4 separate regions of the Mus musculus genome follow, and regions 2, 3 and 4 are each linked to region 1. Evidence: chromatin contacts called from public Hi-C and HiChIP or PLAC-seq data. All regions are on one chromosome and are shown on one strand. Each heading gives the region's core, a stretch centred on a gene start, on an enhancer-like site or on the middle of the called end of the contact. The rest is flanking DNA. Distances are from core to core; before and after follow the strand shown. Region 1 holds the start of Pde3a (phosphodiesterase 3A, cGMP inhibited). Region 2 has its middle 59 kb from the start of Gm30524. Region 3 has its middle 98 kb from the start of Gm30524. Region 4 has its middle 14 kb from the start of Gm30524.

The links. Hi-C and Micro-C count contacts between places; a contact is called where the count stands out from the background. HiChIP or PLAC-seq counts read pairs in DNA pulled down with a chosen protein or histone mark.
Region 2: a Hi-C map of uterus shows a contact between it and region 1, with 2.8 times the contacts expected there. The contact joins the enhancer-like site here to the promoter of Pde3a in region 1. A contact is called at or near these places in 12 of 39 promoter capture datasets (3T3-L1-derived adipocytes, cranial neural crest, embryonic stem cells and 6 more), 1 of 15 datasets of contacts at CTCF or cohesin (the NIH/3T3 cell line), 2 of 484 Hi-C or Micro-C datasets (nephron progenitors and uterus), 8 of 115 datasets of contacts at active chromatin or transcription factors (craniofacial prominence, embryonic basal ganglia, embryonic forebrain and 5 more) and 1 of 9 other capture datasets (liver).
Region 3: an H3K4me3 HiChIP or PLAC-seq map of craniofacial prominence shows a contact between it and region 1, with 5 times the contacts expected there. The contact joins the enhancer-like site here to the promoter of Pde3a in region 1. A contact is called at or near these places in 1 of 39 promoter capture datasets (liver), 2 of 484 Hi-C or Micro-C datasets (nephron progenitors and uterus), 7 of 115 datasets of contacts at active chromatin or transcription factors (craniofacial prominence, embryonic forebrain, embryonic limb bud and 3 more) and 1 of 9 other capture datasets (embryonic stem cells).
Region 4: an H3K4me3 HiChIP or PLAC-seq map of craniofacial prominence shows a contact between it and region 1, with 4 times the contacts expected there. The contact joins the enhancer-like site here to the promoter of Pde3a in region 1. A contact is called at or near these places in 8 of 39 promoter capture datasets (cranial neural crest, embryonic stem cells, hippocampal neurons and 4 more), 1 of 484 Hi-C or Micro-C datasets (cochlea), 10 of 115 datasets of contacts at active chromatin or transcription factors (astrocytes, craniofacial prominence, embryonic basal ganglia and 7 more) and 4 of 9 other capture datasets (adipose tissue, embryonic stem cells, macrophages and 1 more).

The regions. Positions count from the first base shown.
Region 1 is chr6:141,246,859-141,250,921 of GRCm38.p6, forward strand. It overlaps Pde3a (phosphodiesterase 3A, cGMP inhibited), which reads left to right and starts at 2,411. Exons shown (of 16, transcript NM_018779.2): 1 at 2,411-3,685. The coding sequence starts at 2,732. It overlaps Gm28523 (a long non-coding RNA gene), which reads right to left and starts at 3,797. Exons shown (of 2, transcript XR_378118.4): 1 at 2,319-3,797; 2 at 1-816.
Region 2 is chr6:140,895,160-140,898,869 of GRCm38.p6, forward strand. No RefSeq gene overlaps it. Among named protein-coding and RNA genes, the nearest start is that of Gm30524, 59 kb to the right of the region's middle. Within about 2 kb of position 2,207, at least 12 of the 459 cell types and tissues checked have an H3K27ac peak or open chromatin away from gene starts, as enhancers often do. A contact at or near this core is called in uterus, where this site is marked.
Region 3 is chr6:140,855,687-140,859,738 of GRCm38.p6, forward strand. No RefSeq gene overlaps it. Among named protein-coding and RNA genes, the nearest start is that of Gm30524, 98 kb to the right of the region's middle. Within about 2 kb of position 1,760, at least 37 of the 459 cell types and tissues checked have an H3K27ac peak or open chromatin away from gene starts, as enhancers often do. A contact at or near this core is called in craniofacial prominence, nephron progenitors, neural tube and 1 more, where this site is marked.
Region 4 is chr6:140,939,150-140,943,234 of GRCm38.p6, forward strand. No RefSeq gene overlaps it. Among named protein-coding and RNA genes, the nearest start is that of Gm30524, 14 kb to the right of the region's middle. Within about 2 kb of position 2,157, at least 2 of the 459 cell types and tissues checked have an H3K27ac peak or open chromatin away from gene starts, as enhancers often do. A contact at or near this core is called in craniofacial prominence, where this site is marked.

The DNA of each region.
Region 1 (4,063 bases), core at 1,161-3,660:
AGCCAATTACCCAAGTCCTCCAAGCTATAAACACACTTTAACCTGAAGCACCAAGATAATTGAGACAAACATCAGTTTATTATTATTTGGGAGAGACAAATGACACCCAGTCAGTCACTATTCAAGCTGAGCAAGAGTTGACACTTCTTATTCCAGCAACACTTTGATGTCATTTGAATATACTGAGCAGATCCGGAATTCTTTTGCATAGACTGCCAATGAAGTTAGCATCGTGGTTTTCTAAATGCCACATGGTCACTGTGGTATGTGATCATGAAATCATTAATAATGGAGGGATTTTGTTTGTTGTGGGTGTGTGTCACTAGCTGGGCTTCCTAGCTCTGCAGAGGAAGCTCAGCAAATAGTAGAATTTACCACACATAAACAGTAACTGTTGACTAAGGATACTTGTGCTCTGGAGTTGGGGAGAGGGATACACTTTCCCCCAGTGTTCCATTTGTCTTGCAGGCTGTCTTCTAACTCCCAACACTTTTCCTGTTTCAGCTTTCTAGATCCCGGGGTTATATGTCCTGGCACTCCCAGATAGACTTTTAAAATTACTTAAAAGTTTTCTTTCTGCCTGTCTGTCCTTTTGTTTGTTATGTGTGAATATGTGTGAGTACAGATACCTGTGGAGTCCAGATGAGGGCATCAGATCCCCTGGAACTAGAGTTAAATGCAGGTGGCTCTGTGCCACCAGATGTGGGTGCTGGGAACTCCTTGGGTTCTCTGAAAGAGCAGTAGGGGCTCTTGATTGCTGAGCCATCTCTCTATTCCTTTCTCATCTTTTTATTCTTCTCACTCTATATTTCCTGCCTGTATGAAAAACAAACAAACAAACAAACAAAAAAAAAACTGGCTTTGTGCACTAGGTAACTCTGAGATTCTTCCATAGACTAGAATAGGTAGAGGTAGAGAAACACTAAGAAAAGCATGTTTGGGCCTTCAAGATGTCTCAGTGGGTAGCAGGGAAGGTGTTTACCATTAAGCTTAAAGACCTTAGCTTAGTCCTCTGGGCCTTGGAAAGGAGAGAGCTGACTCCCTTGAGTTGTCTTGTGATCTCTCACACAGACTTACACAAATAATTAAAATGTAGCTTTAAAAGATGGGCGTGGCTTCTCTGTGGCAAACAGACCTTCCACCTGGAGCAGAGTGTGAATGAGCCTTTGAGATGGGTTTCCAGCTATCCTGAGGGAGGGCACACTCTCATGCCCAGGATCTTCTCCTGGTTAAAAGCTCAGACAGAAGTGCCATTTTTCAAGAACATGAGCTAGCATGCAAGCTTTCATCCCTCAGAGCCATCCACAAATCCCAGCATCAGGGCTGCCAGGACCACCCCCACCCACCCCCTCTCTTTAGCTGGTAGGACCCATCTCTAGAAATGGAGTAGTCCAGCCCTGAGCAATAACTGCCATGCTTGAGCCTAGGGAGTTCCTAGGGAGTTCCCTTAAAACCCAGCAAGAGGCAGAACTGTGGCCCCTGCAGAGGCCTCTCTTGGAGTTTTAAGCACTCAGTTCCACTGTTTTCTCCCTTGCAAAAACAGCAGCCACCATGCATCAAAAGGAAAGATGATTATTTAAAGAAAAACAAGAAAAGGGCCTCACTTTCTTCCTGTTCCTACCGGTTACTCACCAGCTCACGGATCTCCCTCCTCCTCTCTGATACTGCAGCCTCTCCTCACACTGTGTTCTTGGGTGAAACTTAGCAACTTCTGCAATAGGTCTCAGTTCTTCTCTCTCTCCTTCCTTCCTCTCTCCCTTCCTTCCTTCCTTCCTTCCTTCCTTCCTTCCTTCCTTTCCTCCCTCCCCCTCTCTTCTCTCTCTCTCTCTCTCTCTCTCTCTCTCTCTCTCTCTCTCTCTCTCTCTCTCTCTCTCTCTCCTTCCTTCCTTCCTTCCTTCTTCCCTTTCATCCTACTTTTTGTCATGAACTGGGTAGAGAGGCTGGAAGGCTCTGCTTCCTACCTCTGCAAAACAAGGGGTCTGCATCCTGGGGCATCGCCCAAGCTCGGGGTGGGGGTGGGGTGAGGTCCGCCAAGGAGAGCAAGCGGGCGAGAGAGAGGAGAGATAAAGAGGAAAATTGGGAGAGGTAAAGAAAGAAAGGGGGAGGGGGAAAAAGGGGAGGAGGGAGAGGGAAGAGTCGGAGGGAGTGGGGAGACGGAGGGGGAGGGAGGGAGGGAGGGAGAGAGAGGGGAGAGAGAGAGAGAGAGAGAGAGAGAGAGAGAGAGAGAGAGAGAGAGAGAGAGAGAGAGAATGAATAAGAGAATATGCTGCGGGGGGGGGGGGAGTGAGGGAAGGGGGAAGGGGAGGTCAGACACCTACCGTCCCTGAACGCCCAAGGATGGCCTGAGCTCGCCCAGTGCCCCAGCCTGCCTCAGCATCAGCGGTCCCTGAGCACTCAGTGAGTTGAGCAAGTGTTAAAATCCCGAAGTAGGAAGAGACCCCGCAGGGTATAAACTCTGGCTGAGGGTGGAGCGGAGGACTTTTAAGAGAGAAAGGAAAGGAGAGAGGGAGAGGGAGAGGGAGAGAGAGAGAGAGAAAGAGAAAAGGAGAGGAGTGGGGGTTGAAAATTCCAAGGCTGATCCTGCTAGCTGCCAACTTGAAGTCTTCAGCTCGCACTCTTGAGTTCTCTGCAAGGCTGAAACTTCGCGTAGATCCGGAAGAAGTGATTCCGAGAGTGGGCTCGAGAAGAGCGCGGACGCGCGAGTGGGACGGGTGGGGGTTGTCCGCAGAGCATGGCAGTGCGGGGCGAGGCCGCCCAAGACCTAGCCAAGCCGGGCCTCGGAGGGGCGAGTCCCGCCCGTGTGGCAAGAGGGAACCACCGCCATCGTGGCGAGTCCTCTCCATCCCCTCGGGGCTCCGGCTGTTGTTGGAGAGCCCTGGCGCTGCAGCCGCTCCGGCGCTCGCCTCAACTCTCCTCGGCGCTGTGCGCGGGCTCCCTGTCCGTGCTGCTGGCGCTGCTGGTGAGGCTGGTCGGCGGGGAGGTCGGAGGCGAGCTGGAGAAGAGTCAGGAGGCGGCGGCCGAGGAGGAGGAGGAGGAAGGAGCCCGAGGGGGCGTCTTCCCGGGCCCTCGGGGAGGTGCTCCCGGGGGCGGCGCGCAGCTCAGCCCTTGGCTGCAGCCGGCCGCGCTGCTCTTCAGTCTCCTGTGCGCCTTCTTCTGGATGGGCTTGTGCCTGCTGCGCGCCGGGGTGCGCCTGCCTCTGGCCGTCGCGCTGTTGGCCGCCTGCTGCGCCGGGGAAGCGCTGGTGCAGCTCTCCTTGGGCGTGGGGGACGGTCGCCTGCTGTCGCTGCCCGCCGCGGGGGTCCTGCTCAGCTGCCTAGGTGGCGCGACATGGCTGGTGCTGAGGCTGAGGCTGGGCGTCCTCATGGTCGCCTGGACTAGCGTGCTTAGGACGGTGGCCCTGGTTTCTCTGGAGAGGTTCAAGGTCGCCTGGAGACCTTACCTGGCATACTTGGCGGCCGTGCTTGGGCTGCTGCTGGCCAGGTACGCCGAGCAGATCCTGCCGCAGTGCTCCGGGCCGGCTCCGCCCAGGGAGCGGTTTGGGTCCCAGTTGAGCGCGAGGACCAAGGAAGAGATTCCGGGGTGGAAGAGGAGGAGGCGGTCCAGCTCGGTGGTGGCCGGCGAGATGTCCGGCTGCAGTGGCAAGTCTCACCGGAGGACCTCCCTGCCCTGCATACCCAGGGAGCAGGTAAGCTGGGGCTGCGCCTTTGGGGTTGCTCCTGGGAAACTTGAAACAGTCAAAGTGCAGGGAGTGGGGCGCAAGCGGCCGGGAAGCCAGCCTGCCAAACAGTAAAACTTTACACTGTACTAAGAAAGATTTCTTTTTTCTTTTTCTTTTTTGCCCGTTCTCTGTCCCTTGGAGTAGTTTACAGCCAGAACAACAGAAAACAGGAAAAAGTAAAAAACAGAGTGGCCTTACCCAGACTTCCACAGCTGGGCCCTGTTTTCAAATCTCCTACACCTGGTTTTTGAGTCCCTGCGTTTCTTGAAGCATTTCTGCCCTCCCTGAATTTTTGGAAGTTATTTATTTATTGCAAGTGGCTTTCAGCACGTGCGTCTTCTATAT
Region 2 (3,710 bases), core at 957-3,456, 350 kb before region 1:
TTAATTTAATTTTATTAAGCTCATTGGTAGTAAATTCATTAGTAGACTTTAATGCTGGTGGAATTTGTAGGACATATTCATTACAGCAGAATGGGGTAAAGATAACTGAGTGTTCTTTCCTTTCTTCTCTTACCGAGTAATTGTTTACACATTTTGGACAAAGTCTCACACTGAAGCTCAGGGTGACCTCAAATTCTAATCATTCTGTCTTAGCCTCTCAAACACTGGGAGTTCACGTGCACACCACTATGCTAGATTGAAATTAAAAATTGTTACTATAATTTTTGTGTATGTGTGCATGTACATTTTTGCGTGCATGTGTTTACAGGACACATACTCTGTCTTTGTCTGGGTGTTTGTAGGCAAGAGGTCGTCTTGAGGGGCCCTGCCCCTCCCCAGGAGACTTCCAGCTTGTTTGTAGGCCAGGGCTTTCACTGACAGGAAGCTTTCTGGTTAGGCTGGCTGGCCAGTGAGCCCCAGGGATCTCTGCCATGCCCCACCTTTCCATGTTTGCAATTACACACATGTGCCAGCAAGCCTGGCCATTTCTTCTGTGGATTCTGGGGTTGAACTCAGGTCTTCATGCTTGCACAGGATGTACCCCACCCATGGAGTTGGCTCCCCACTCCTCAGTGTTGTACCTTAAGCCACTCTCTTTATACCTGCTTCAGGCAATTTGCCTTGACTCCCCCAGGTACTGATGAGGGCAGCACTACGAGAACAGTGATCAGGAACATAGACCCCGTGCTTGCGCTCTGTGTAATAAGATGGACCTAGAATCCAGATCCCGTTCCAAGGTTTTCTCCTTTCAGAGTGGAGCCACGCAGACCCCCACTGTCTCCTGTATTTGTTGAGTCACTGTGTTGTTTTGATAGCACAGGACTTGACAGAATGAGGTAGGAATTTTATGATCACAAGTCTTCAGTGTGGCATCCTCAGTCACTGGATGTTATTGTCGCAGATTTATACCCTAACCCCCTTGATGCAATTACCCTATTGCAGACTTCAGTACAACCAAGAAAAAGTCACTTCCCTTGGGCCATTACTTTAAAATATATCACACTCTGGCCTTCCTTCTTGTTAAGCTTCATATGGTCTGTGAGTTGTATTGTGGGTATGTGGAGCTTTTTGGCTAATATCCACTTACCAGTGAGTGCATACCATGTATGTCCCTTTGGGTCTGGAAATAACATCCTCACTCAGGATGTTATTTTCTAGTTCCACCCACTTGTCTGCAAAATTTGTGATGTCTTCATTTTTATAGATGAGTAATATTCCATTGTGTAAATGTATCACATTTTCTCTATCTGTGGCTCGTGCTACATATGACTGCCTTATCTAGCCCCAGTGGGAGGGGATGTGCTTGGCCCTGTGGAAGTTTGATGCTCCAGAGAAGGGGAATGCTAGAGGAGTGAGGAGGGAGTGGGTAAGCACCCTCTTATAGGCAAAGGGAAGGGGGCATGGGGTTAGGGGTCTCATGGAGGAGGGACTGGGAAGGGGTACAACATTTGAAATGCAAATAAATAAAATAATTACTAAAAATATATATACAACAACAGAAGAACTCACAACTAAAATCTTTGCAGTTTAAGTTCTTATTTTATGTATATGGTTATTTTGCTTGCATACATGTCTGTGTACTATTGTACATCTATGGTCCTGTGCACCATGTAGATGCCTGGTGCCCTCAGAAGCCAGTAAGGGGGTGGGGTGTCAGCTTCCCTGGAACTGGAGTTACAGACAGCTGTGAGTTGCCATGTGGATGCTAGAACTTGAACCCAGGTCCTCTCGAAGAGCAGTCAGTGCTTTTAACCACCGAGCCCTCTCTCCACCCCCTGGGCATTTATTAATGGGGCAGGTTTAGTTAATTGTACAGATTGACCTTCAGAAATAATGCTTATAAATTTGAGGGTAAAGTTTCAGTACGAATCTAACAAATGTGCCTAAGGATAACCCAATTGAATTTTAATGCAGAAGCCACGGAGGAAACTGTTACTCCTTGCAAAACTATGTGCCCGGGCTGCTTCTGAATCCCTATGTTGATGGCTGTCTTAGGAAGCCTGGAGGAATTCCCATGAGTTTGCCTGTTGTTATTCCAAGTCTGCTTCTTGGGAAAGCATGCCAGCAAGAGGACACTGGGGAAGACAGCCAGGCGGGGCTGCAAACCTGGTATGTTTGAATGTTGCTACGGCAGACATGCAAATAAACAACAAGGAACTGCAGGGGGAAACATTTATCCTCTGACGGAGAAATAATCGACCCCAGTAGGACACAGTAGGAGGTGCCATAACTCAGCCCGACCGGGAGCAAGGAGTCCCTGGGCTTATGTATGTCATGGCCTCCTCCTCTTCCATTTATAGATGAAGAAATGCCGAATGAGAGAAATTAAGTGGTGTGTGCAGTTCGGTAGTGGCAGGTTTAGGATGGAGGCCAACTTTCCTCGCTCATCACTGCAGCCTGATTTCTTCTGTACCAAGGCTGAAAGGGCAGAAAAAGTTTTGGAAACTATTTGTTCTTTTTTTTTTTTTTTCTTGCTCTTTGTCCTGTTTCCTTATGCAAAATGCCAGCACACACCTTGGTGGTGAGGGGATGGGAGGAGCTATTGGTAATGCTGAAACAAGCCTTCCATGTGGTTGGCAGAAACTTGAATTTTCCCTCTTTCTGTTTCCCAGGCTACCCATGTTTCCTGGCAAATGTTGTCCCAGGAAGCTTTGGGGTGATTCTGGATTTTAAAGCACACACTTTCTCTAAGTGTTCTACGCTACTGCCCCAGTTGCATCTTGGCTTCATATATCAACCTATTTCCCCCAAAGTTTGACTAATAGTGGAGATTTCTATGTTCCTGTCAGGTTGAAGACTTCTGGGTGTATAGTTAGCCTAACACAGGTCCTCTCATATATTACATCCCAACTATAGTTCCTCTCCCACCCCCTCTACGAGTCTCACGCCCTCCTCCTCAACCTCCCCTTCCTCCTGGATTCACCCTCTTCACTTCTCCTCAGAAAAGAGCATGTCTTTTAGGATCATACCACGTAACAAGCTACAATAAGGCTAGGCACATACCATCACATCAAGGCTGGATGAGGCAACCCAATCAAAGAAAAAGGGTCCCAAAGGTAGGGTGTAAGGGTGAGCAACAGCCCTCGCTTCCACTGTTAGGAATCTCACAAGAGCACTGGCTAAACAACCATAACATATATGTAGAGGACCTAGGTTAGATTCATACAGCTTCCCTGATCTCTATGAGCCAGCTCGAGTCCTGGTCAGTTGCTTCTGGGGGCCATGTTCTTGTGGTGTCCTTGACCTTTCTGACTCCTCCAACTCTCCCTCTTTCACAGGTCTCCCACAGTTCCACCTGATATTTGCCTGTGGGACTCTGCGATGCTCCCATCAATTGCTAGATGAAGTCTCTCTGATGACGACTATGCTAGACTCCTTTCCCCGCACATCCTGCAGGCATGATACACTTTAGGTTGGAGGTTTTGTGACTGTGTTGGTGTTCCAGTCCTTCCACTTGAGGCCTTGCTTGGTTACAGAGGATAGCCAGTTCAGGCTCCGAATCCCCTATTACTAGGAGTCTTCACTAATGTCACCCTCGTAGACTCCAGGGGATTTCCATTGCAACAGGCAGAACGCCAATTTTGTGGACTCAAGACAAGGTCAGTTACAGAGTTTCCTTCCCTCATGGAGGGAGGTCCTGTGTAGAGGAG
Region 3 (4,052 bases), core at 510-3,009, 390 kb before region 1:
GCTGCTAATTAACCTGCATTTTAAAAATTTAGTTCAGGCATCGAGGTAAAGTGCACCAAAACATTTCATTTCAGCAAGTGAAAACAAAAGACTAACTCAGGTTGGGGCGTTGTGAGAGATTTCTTCTTTATTTCAGAGAAGTTACTAATTCTCCAAGGAAAACACGAGCTTTATTTAGGGTTACCCCAGCATTCAGAACAGTGTATAGCATCTCTTTGCTTTGTGTCCTGAGTTCTTTTGCTGGGGAAGAAGTAAAGTTGATCAAAATCTGTTTGGGACAAAAGTCACACTTTAAGACTGTGGTAGGAGAGGGTCAAGATAGAAGAGGAGATACTTTGAAAGGTAATTTAAAATTAATTCGCTTTTCTGGTGGTACTTGTAAACACGTGCTGAGCAGATCTTTTCCAATGAGTGGTCTCTCCAGTCCTGATACATGGCTTTGGAAAAAGATTCAATCACCAATCCTTTTTTTGCTCCGGGGGTAAGGGTGGGGGTGGGGGATGAGGTGGGGTGGGGGTGTTAGTATTTTAATATGTGTTTACATTTTCCATTTCTGCTGTTGAATGACAAACCTAGACCAAAAGGATCCTTTGTATGAGGACTGGCAACAGACAGAAATTAAATCTGTCCTTCCTGTGTTAGATAAAGTCCATAGTTAGGGAAGACAGACACTGCTTCTAAAATGATGGGAAGCAGTTTTAGGAGAGCCACATTTACAAAGGCAACGTTTTCATTAGCCAGCTCATAACTTGAAAGCAACAGTCCTTGCCTAACCTTCTGTGTTTCTCAGCCACCTCTCACCCTTCTCCCCTCCTCCGCTCCCATTTCAAAGCTACCCCTTTGTCCTGCCTTTACCCCTGTATCCTTGAAGCGGTCCTGACAGTTTAAGACGCTGTTTAGGGAGGATATAGTTGATCCAGTGCAGGTGTTCCTATTGCTACATTCAGGAAATGGAACCTAAATAGAGAAAGCCGTGGGTCATTTTTTTTCCGCCTGCTTAGCAGAGCTCTGGCTGATTCCTCTCCCCTTCTGGGTTAAAGCTAGAGAATGTCCTGTGATTCCCCAGGCCTGGGGAACAGGGTTTGATTGAAAACAGCAATGACTCCCCCCCTCTGCACAGGAAGAGAGGAACTCAGGATGATTTTCTATCGGAAATGTGAACCCTCGACCTAAACCAACAGGAGCCGCACCTCCAGTGTCTGAGGTTACAACATTGTCATATTATTTACAATTGGAACAGACAGAGCCATTAACCACGCTCCGAGCCTTGCGGCTGCAAAATTCCACCCTTTCTATCCAGTTCTCTTGTTTTCTGTTTGTTGCATCCTGTGAGGGTGGCTGATGGTGCCCTGTGGCAGGGAAGACCGCTCCTGCCATCTCTGTTTCCGAGCCCGACAGGAGGGGATATTTCTCCCTCCCTCCCTCCACCCCGCCCCCTTCCCGTGGTTTGGCTTTGGGACTCGATTTTCCAACAGATCCAAGACGTTCAGATGAGATGTTCTTTCCTGTCAAAATAGGATCCTGAAACCTTTTGAGGTTTCTCAAGGACTTGTCTCCATAAGCTGAAAAGTCTGTTCTCTTTCTTCGCTGCTGCCAGAAAAGTAATTAGGCCATTTTTCTAATTATAGTAATCTTCCCCAAATGGCATATAACTTCAAATCCAAACGCCATGTAAATTGGCCAACAGTATTCTGCCGCCAAACACTCCACCAAGACAGCTCGGACGTAGGAGTTTTACTTTGTGTGAAGGCGAAATGTGTTCTCCGTCCCAGTTACAACCGTGCTTCCCCACCCGCAGCATCTTGCCTAAGAGGCGCCAACTGAAGAGCAGGGATTGAAGTTGCTCTTGTCAGTGGCGTTTTGTGTAGAGTTGCTGTCTGGCAGATGAGTTAGATTCCTTTTGGAACACATGCTTCTTTTCAGCAAGGCGGAACGAGATTAAATTGCCCTGCTCTTGTTACACCAGCTTAGCAGATGGTCAGAAGGAGGTTCGCTGTGTCGCATAGCACAGAACCCTTTCCTCCCCCAAGAATAACCTTCTTGTAATTGGCCCTCTCTATTATGCTAACCCAGAGGAAATTAGGTCCTGCTGGTAGGTTTTGTGGGCAGGTAAATTGCCACTTTTGCATGTTCCATTTGTTAAAAAAAAAAAAAAAAAAAAAGAAAGAAAGAAAAGAAAGAAAGAAAGAGAGAAAAAACACCTCCAAATAACGCACCCTTTAGAAGTTTGATTTTTCTTGTTCACCCTTTCGGGAAGGGGGTCTGGACTGAAAGGACATTATGCTGAGTGTGTAGAAAACGAGATATTGAAGTGATAATGACTCAGGGTGGTTTCCCACCTGAAGGATGGGGTGAAGAGTTCTACTTCTTGTTCTTCTTCCTCCTCTTGTTGTTGTTGTTGTTGTTGTTGTTGTTGTTGTTGTTGTTGTTGTTGTTGTTCTTCTTCTTCTTCTTCTTCTTCTTCTTCTTCTTCTTCTTCTTCTTCTTCTTCTTCTTCTTTTCTTCTTCTTCTCCTTCTCCTTCTCCTTCTCCTTCTCCTTCTCCTTCTCCTTCTCCTTCTCCTTCTCCTTCTCCTTCTCCTTCTCCTTCTCCTTCTCCTTCTCCTCCTCCTCCTCCTCCTCCTCCTCCTCCTCCTCCTCCTCCTCCTCCTCCTCCTCCTCCTCCTCCTCCTCCTTCTCCTTCTCCTTCTCCTTCTTCTTCTTCCCCCCCTTCCCCTCTGGTCTTCTTCTCCTCTTCCTCTTCCTCCTCCTCCTCCTCCCTCTCCTTCTTCAGAATGGGCTCTAAACTGCACATTTGGTATAGGATAAAAGTCATGAGGCAATATCTTAATCCCCATTGTATATGGATATTAGACAATATTGGAATGAACTCTGGCCCCTTCTTTTATTATTATTTTTTTAATTTAAGTCATCAAAATAATTTGTAATAGTTAAATGCCTCTTAAATATACACAATATCTTCTGAAGCTAAGTAATAGGCACTCAACCAGTTTTTAAAATCTATTTGGAACATTAAACACGACAGAAGTAGAAAAGAATTCTTATGAACTCCTTTATCAAAGGAAATTGTGACAAATTCCTGCTTAGACAGAAACGGTTTTATCTCCAAGGAAGAATTCGCAGCGTAACTGTGGCTTCATAGAATGGATTGGGAAGTGTTCCTTCTGTTTCTATTTTGTGGAATAGTTTGAAGAATTAGTTCTTCTTTGAAGGTCTGATAGAATTCTGGACTAAACTCACCTGGTCCTGGGTTTTTTTTGTTTGTTTTTTTTGTTTTTTTTTGTTTTTTTTTTTGTTTTTTGGGTGGGAGGCTATTAATGACTGCTTCTATTTCTTTAGGGTTATGGGACTGTTTAGATGGTTTATCTGATCCCGAGTTAACTTTGGTATTTGGTATCTGTCTAGGAAATTGTTCATTTCATCTAGATTTTCCAGTTTTGTGAGATATAGGCTTTTGTAGTAGGATCTGATGATTTTTTAAATTTCCTCAGTTTCTGTTGTTATGTCTCCCTTCTCATTTGTGATTTTGTTAATTTGGATACTGTCTCAGTGCCCTCTAGTTAGTCTGGCTTAGGGTTTATCTATCTTGCTGATTTTTGCAAAGAACCAGCTCCTGGTTTTGTTGCTTCTTTTTTTTATTGAATATTTTCTTTATTTACTTTTCAAATGTTATTCCCTTTCCCCGTTTCTCCCACTCCCAGAAACCCCCTTTCCTATCCTCCCTCCCCCTGCTTCTATGAGGGTGTTCCTCCACCCACCCACCCACCCACCCACCCACTCCTGCCTCCCCACCCTAGCATTCCACTACACTGGAGCATCTGTTGAGCCTTCATAGGATCAAGGACCTCTCCTCCCACTGATGCCTGACAAGGCCATCCTCTGCTACATATGCAACTGGAGCCATGTGTACTCCTTTTTGAGCTCCCTGGGAGATCTAGTTGGGTCTGGTAGGTTGATATTGTTCTTCCTATGGGGTTGCAAACACCTTCAGCTCCTTCAGTCCTTCCTCCCCTCCATTGAGGACCTCGTGCTCAGTCTAATGGCTGGCTGCAA
Region 4 (4,085 bases), core at 907-3,406, 310 kb before region 1:
TTGACACAACAGTCAAAGAAAATGCAAAATGCAAAAAGCTCCAAACAGAAAACATTCAGGAAATCCAGAACACAATGAGAAGACCAAACCTAAGGATAATAGATATAGAAAAGGGCAAAGATTCTCAACTAAAGGGGCCAGTAAATATCTTCAACAAAATTATAGAAGAAAATTTCCCTAATCTAAAGAAAGAGATGCCTATGAACATACAAGAAGCCTACAGAACCCCAAATAGACTGGACCAGAAAAGAAATTCCTCCTGGCACATAATAATCAAAACATCAAATGCATTAAACAAAGAAAGAATATTAAAAGCAGCAAGGGAAAAAGGTCAAGTAACATATAAAGGCAGACCTATCAGAATTACACCAGACTTCTCACCAGAGACTATGAAAGCTAGAAGATCCTGGGAAAATGTCATACAGACCCTAAGAGAACACAAATGCTAGCCCAGGCTACTATACCCAGCAAAACTCTCAATTACTGTAGACGGAGAAAACAAAACATTCCATGGCAAAACCAAATTTACACAATATCTTTCCATAAATCCAGCCCTACAAAGGGTAGATGGAAAACACCAACACAAAGATGGAAACTACACTCTAGAAAAAGTAAGAAAGTAATCTTTCAACAAACCCCAAAAAAGATAGCCACACAAACATAATCCTACCTCTAACAACAAAAAAAATAACAGGAGGTAACAATCATTTTTCCTTAATATCTCTTAACGTCAATGGACCCAATTCCCCAATAAAAAGACATAGACTAAGAGACTGGATACAAAAACAGGACCCAGTATTTTGTTGCATACAGGGAATGCACCTCAGTGTCAAAGACAGATACTACCTCAGAGTAAAGGGCTGGAAAACCATTTTTCCAAGCAAATGGTCCCAAGAAACAAGTTGGAGTAGCCATTGTAATAGTGAATAAAATCAACTTTCAACCAAAAGATATCAAAAAGGTTAAAGAAGGACACTTCATACTCATCAAAGGAAAAATCTACCATGAATAACTCTCAATTCTGAACATCTATGTTCTAAATGCAAGAGCACCCATGTTCACAAAAGAAACTTTACTAAAGCTCAAAGCACACATTGCACCCCACACAATAATAGTGGGAGACTTCAACACCCCACTCTCAGCAGTGGACAGAAGATTGATATGATCCCACGCACCCTATCAGATCACTATGGACTAAGGCTGGTCTTCAATACCAACAAAAACAACGGAAAGCCCACATACACAAGGAAGCTGAACAATGCTCTACTCAATGATAACTTGGTCAAGGAAGAAATAAAGAAAAAAAATTAAAGGCTTTTAGAACTTACTGAAAAAGAAAGCACAACATACCCAAACTTATGGGACACAATGAAAGCAGTGCTAAGAGGAAAACTCATAGCTCTGAGTGCCTCCAAAAAGAAAATGGAGAAAGCATAAACTAGCAGCTTGACAGCACACCTGAAAGCTCTAGAACAAAAAGAAGCAAATATACCCAAGAGGAGTGGATGGCAGGAAATAATCAAACTCAGGGGCGAAATTAACCAAATAGAAACAAAAAGAACTGTACAAAGAATCAACAAAACCAGGAGCTGGTTTTTTGAGAAAATCAACAAGATAGATAGACCCCTAGCCAGCCTAACCAGGGGGAACAGAGACAGTATCCAAACTCATAAAATCAGAAATGAAATGGGAGACATAACAATGAACTATATCTTAAAATAATCATTCTGTTTGAAAATATTAAAATCATGTACTACAATAAGAACAAAGACTCCTGATAAGCTGGTCATGCCCACATTCTAACTGGATATATATAATTTCTGATATTGGTGTGTGGGAACATGGGAAGAATAATTAGAGTATGTGGAAAGTATGAAAATACATTGTACTCATGCATAAGATTCTAAAACAGAAGCAATAAAAATAACAAAACCCAGCTACAACAACAACTGGACTTGTAAAATTTGTTCTCAGCAGTAGAGAGTAGAAAAATGTCTAAGTATTTCATGTAGTTAATGTACTTACTTGGTTCAACTGTGATCTGTAGTACTTTATTAATTCCTAAAACTTTCAAATACTTGACATTGTAGACAGTTCTTCTCTATGTACATTCAAGCATTTCCACATGCTTAGCCTCTTGAAGTCAGAAGGAACCATGTGGCTCAAATATGTTCCATTTCCAGATGGGAATGTAGGAGAATTACAGACTATGGAGGATCCTGACTCTTAATCAGATATATTTGCCAGTGAATGAAAATGAGAAGCAGATTTTCAGAAATGTGTTACAATTTTCCATCATTTCCCAGTGATTGGCCACCCTCCTCCAGGTCAGTCATCATTCCTCTCAATGACTGATGCAGAAGAAAAATTCTATGTTCCAATAGATGCTTAGTGCAGCTTTCTCTCAGAAGGAGGGATGTGCTTGTTACATGGTTGTGTGTGTGTGTGTGTGTGTGTGTGTGTGTGTGTGTGTGTGTTCATACAGGAATGGATCAAAAATTTCATGTCAGTGGGAAGTATCTAGGCCCCTTGCTGAAATTTCAGACTTGTAGATTATGTTCCCAAAGCACTGGGATGGACACCATAGGTGATTTTATTGGAGAGCAATGCTAAGTCACACATTTAGGAAAAAAATTGTCTAATGGCGTAGTGAAAAAAAATACAATAGTTTCGAATGAAAAGAAGGATTACTCGACTGTGCACAGAAAAAAATGCTAGGGCCTCAAAACGAAGACATTAATAAATGCTTCCTCTGGAGGTGTCACATGTGAGCTACATTTGCCATCAGTAGCTCTGGTGGAAGAGAAGAGTCCCAGTTCACACACTGTAGAGCTGTTTAGTGAAAACAGACTAACTCCAGGGGCTCTTACAAGCTTGGTAGACTGTGCCCTTTCAGAAGACTCTTACTCCTTCTTGATCCAGACTGTGATTACCTTAAAAATTATAGATATTTTTCATGTGTAGTACTACCCACGTCAAACTTAAATACAATGACTTAGGTTGACTGATGAATTTATTTGCCCATATTTTGAGTTATTGCTTCATTATGCAAACTTATGCAAAATAAAGCAAACCCATATTTTTGAGCCAAGAATACTGTTCTCTTTCTAAAAAGAGTTAAAAGAGCAAACAAAATCAGGTTGAAGAGAAGGAGCATTAGGGAAACATGAGGATGACATCTGTTGTCCTTCTGGGGCAGTGCCTCTGAGGACTCCAGAGACATTGTGGGGTGCTGGGTATGGAGACATAACCTGCAAGATCAAAGCAATATTCTGTGCCTTCATCAGTGCTTAATAAGCATGCAGAGTTGAGGAATGAAGGGTTTCATATTGGCTGAGGATCAATGTCTTGATGTTCTGAACTCACTCTGAGGAGTAAAGGCAGGAAGAAAGAATTAATGAGCATATTTTCATACTGAACAACTTACCAGGGAACTTTATACATCTGTCCCTGAGTTTGGGGAAAAAGAGACCAGAGAAGGAGTTCTCTCTTCTTTATTTCTACACTTTCTGTTCTGAGTACTATATATTTATAAATTTCATCTGTAAAACTGGCTTTTGAGTCTATGCCATGTCATTTTAAGGAATGTAAGTTTCCAATTGAATCACATTCTACCTACGATATTCAAGCTGTAACCAATCTTGACTCAAAATAGCTCCCAGTTGCTGACCCTGCTCCTCATATAATATCAGAGTCAGAGACAGTAGCACTTATGACTTATGTATAGTATACATGTCCACACATTAGTTAATTTATTAGATGCCTACAACAGCCCTAATTCTGTAGTGTGTGTGTGTGTGGTGCGTGTGTGCCTCAACCACTCTCCATATTCTTTTTGAGGCAGGTCTCCCACCAAATCTAGAGATCTTTGATTTGGCTTGGTTGATTGACTAGCAAAGTCTCATTGATCCTCCTGTCTCTGGTTTCATAACTCTGGCTAGGATTTTTTTTTTCTCATAGGCACTGGGATTAAACTCAGGTTCTCACATTTGTGTGGCAAGCACTTTACCATCTGAGCCATCTCTACAGTCATAACTCTATGATTGATACAAAAACATTTGTCCTACCCAGCTAGTCCATTTGTC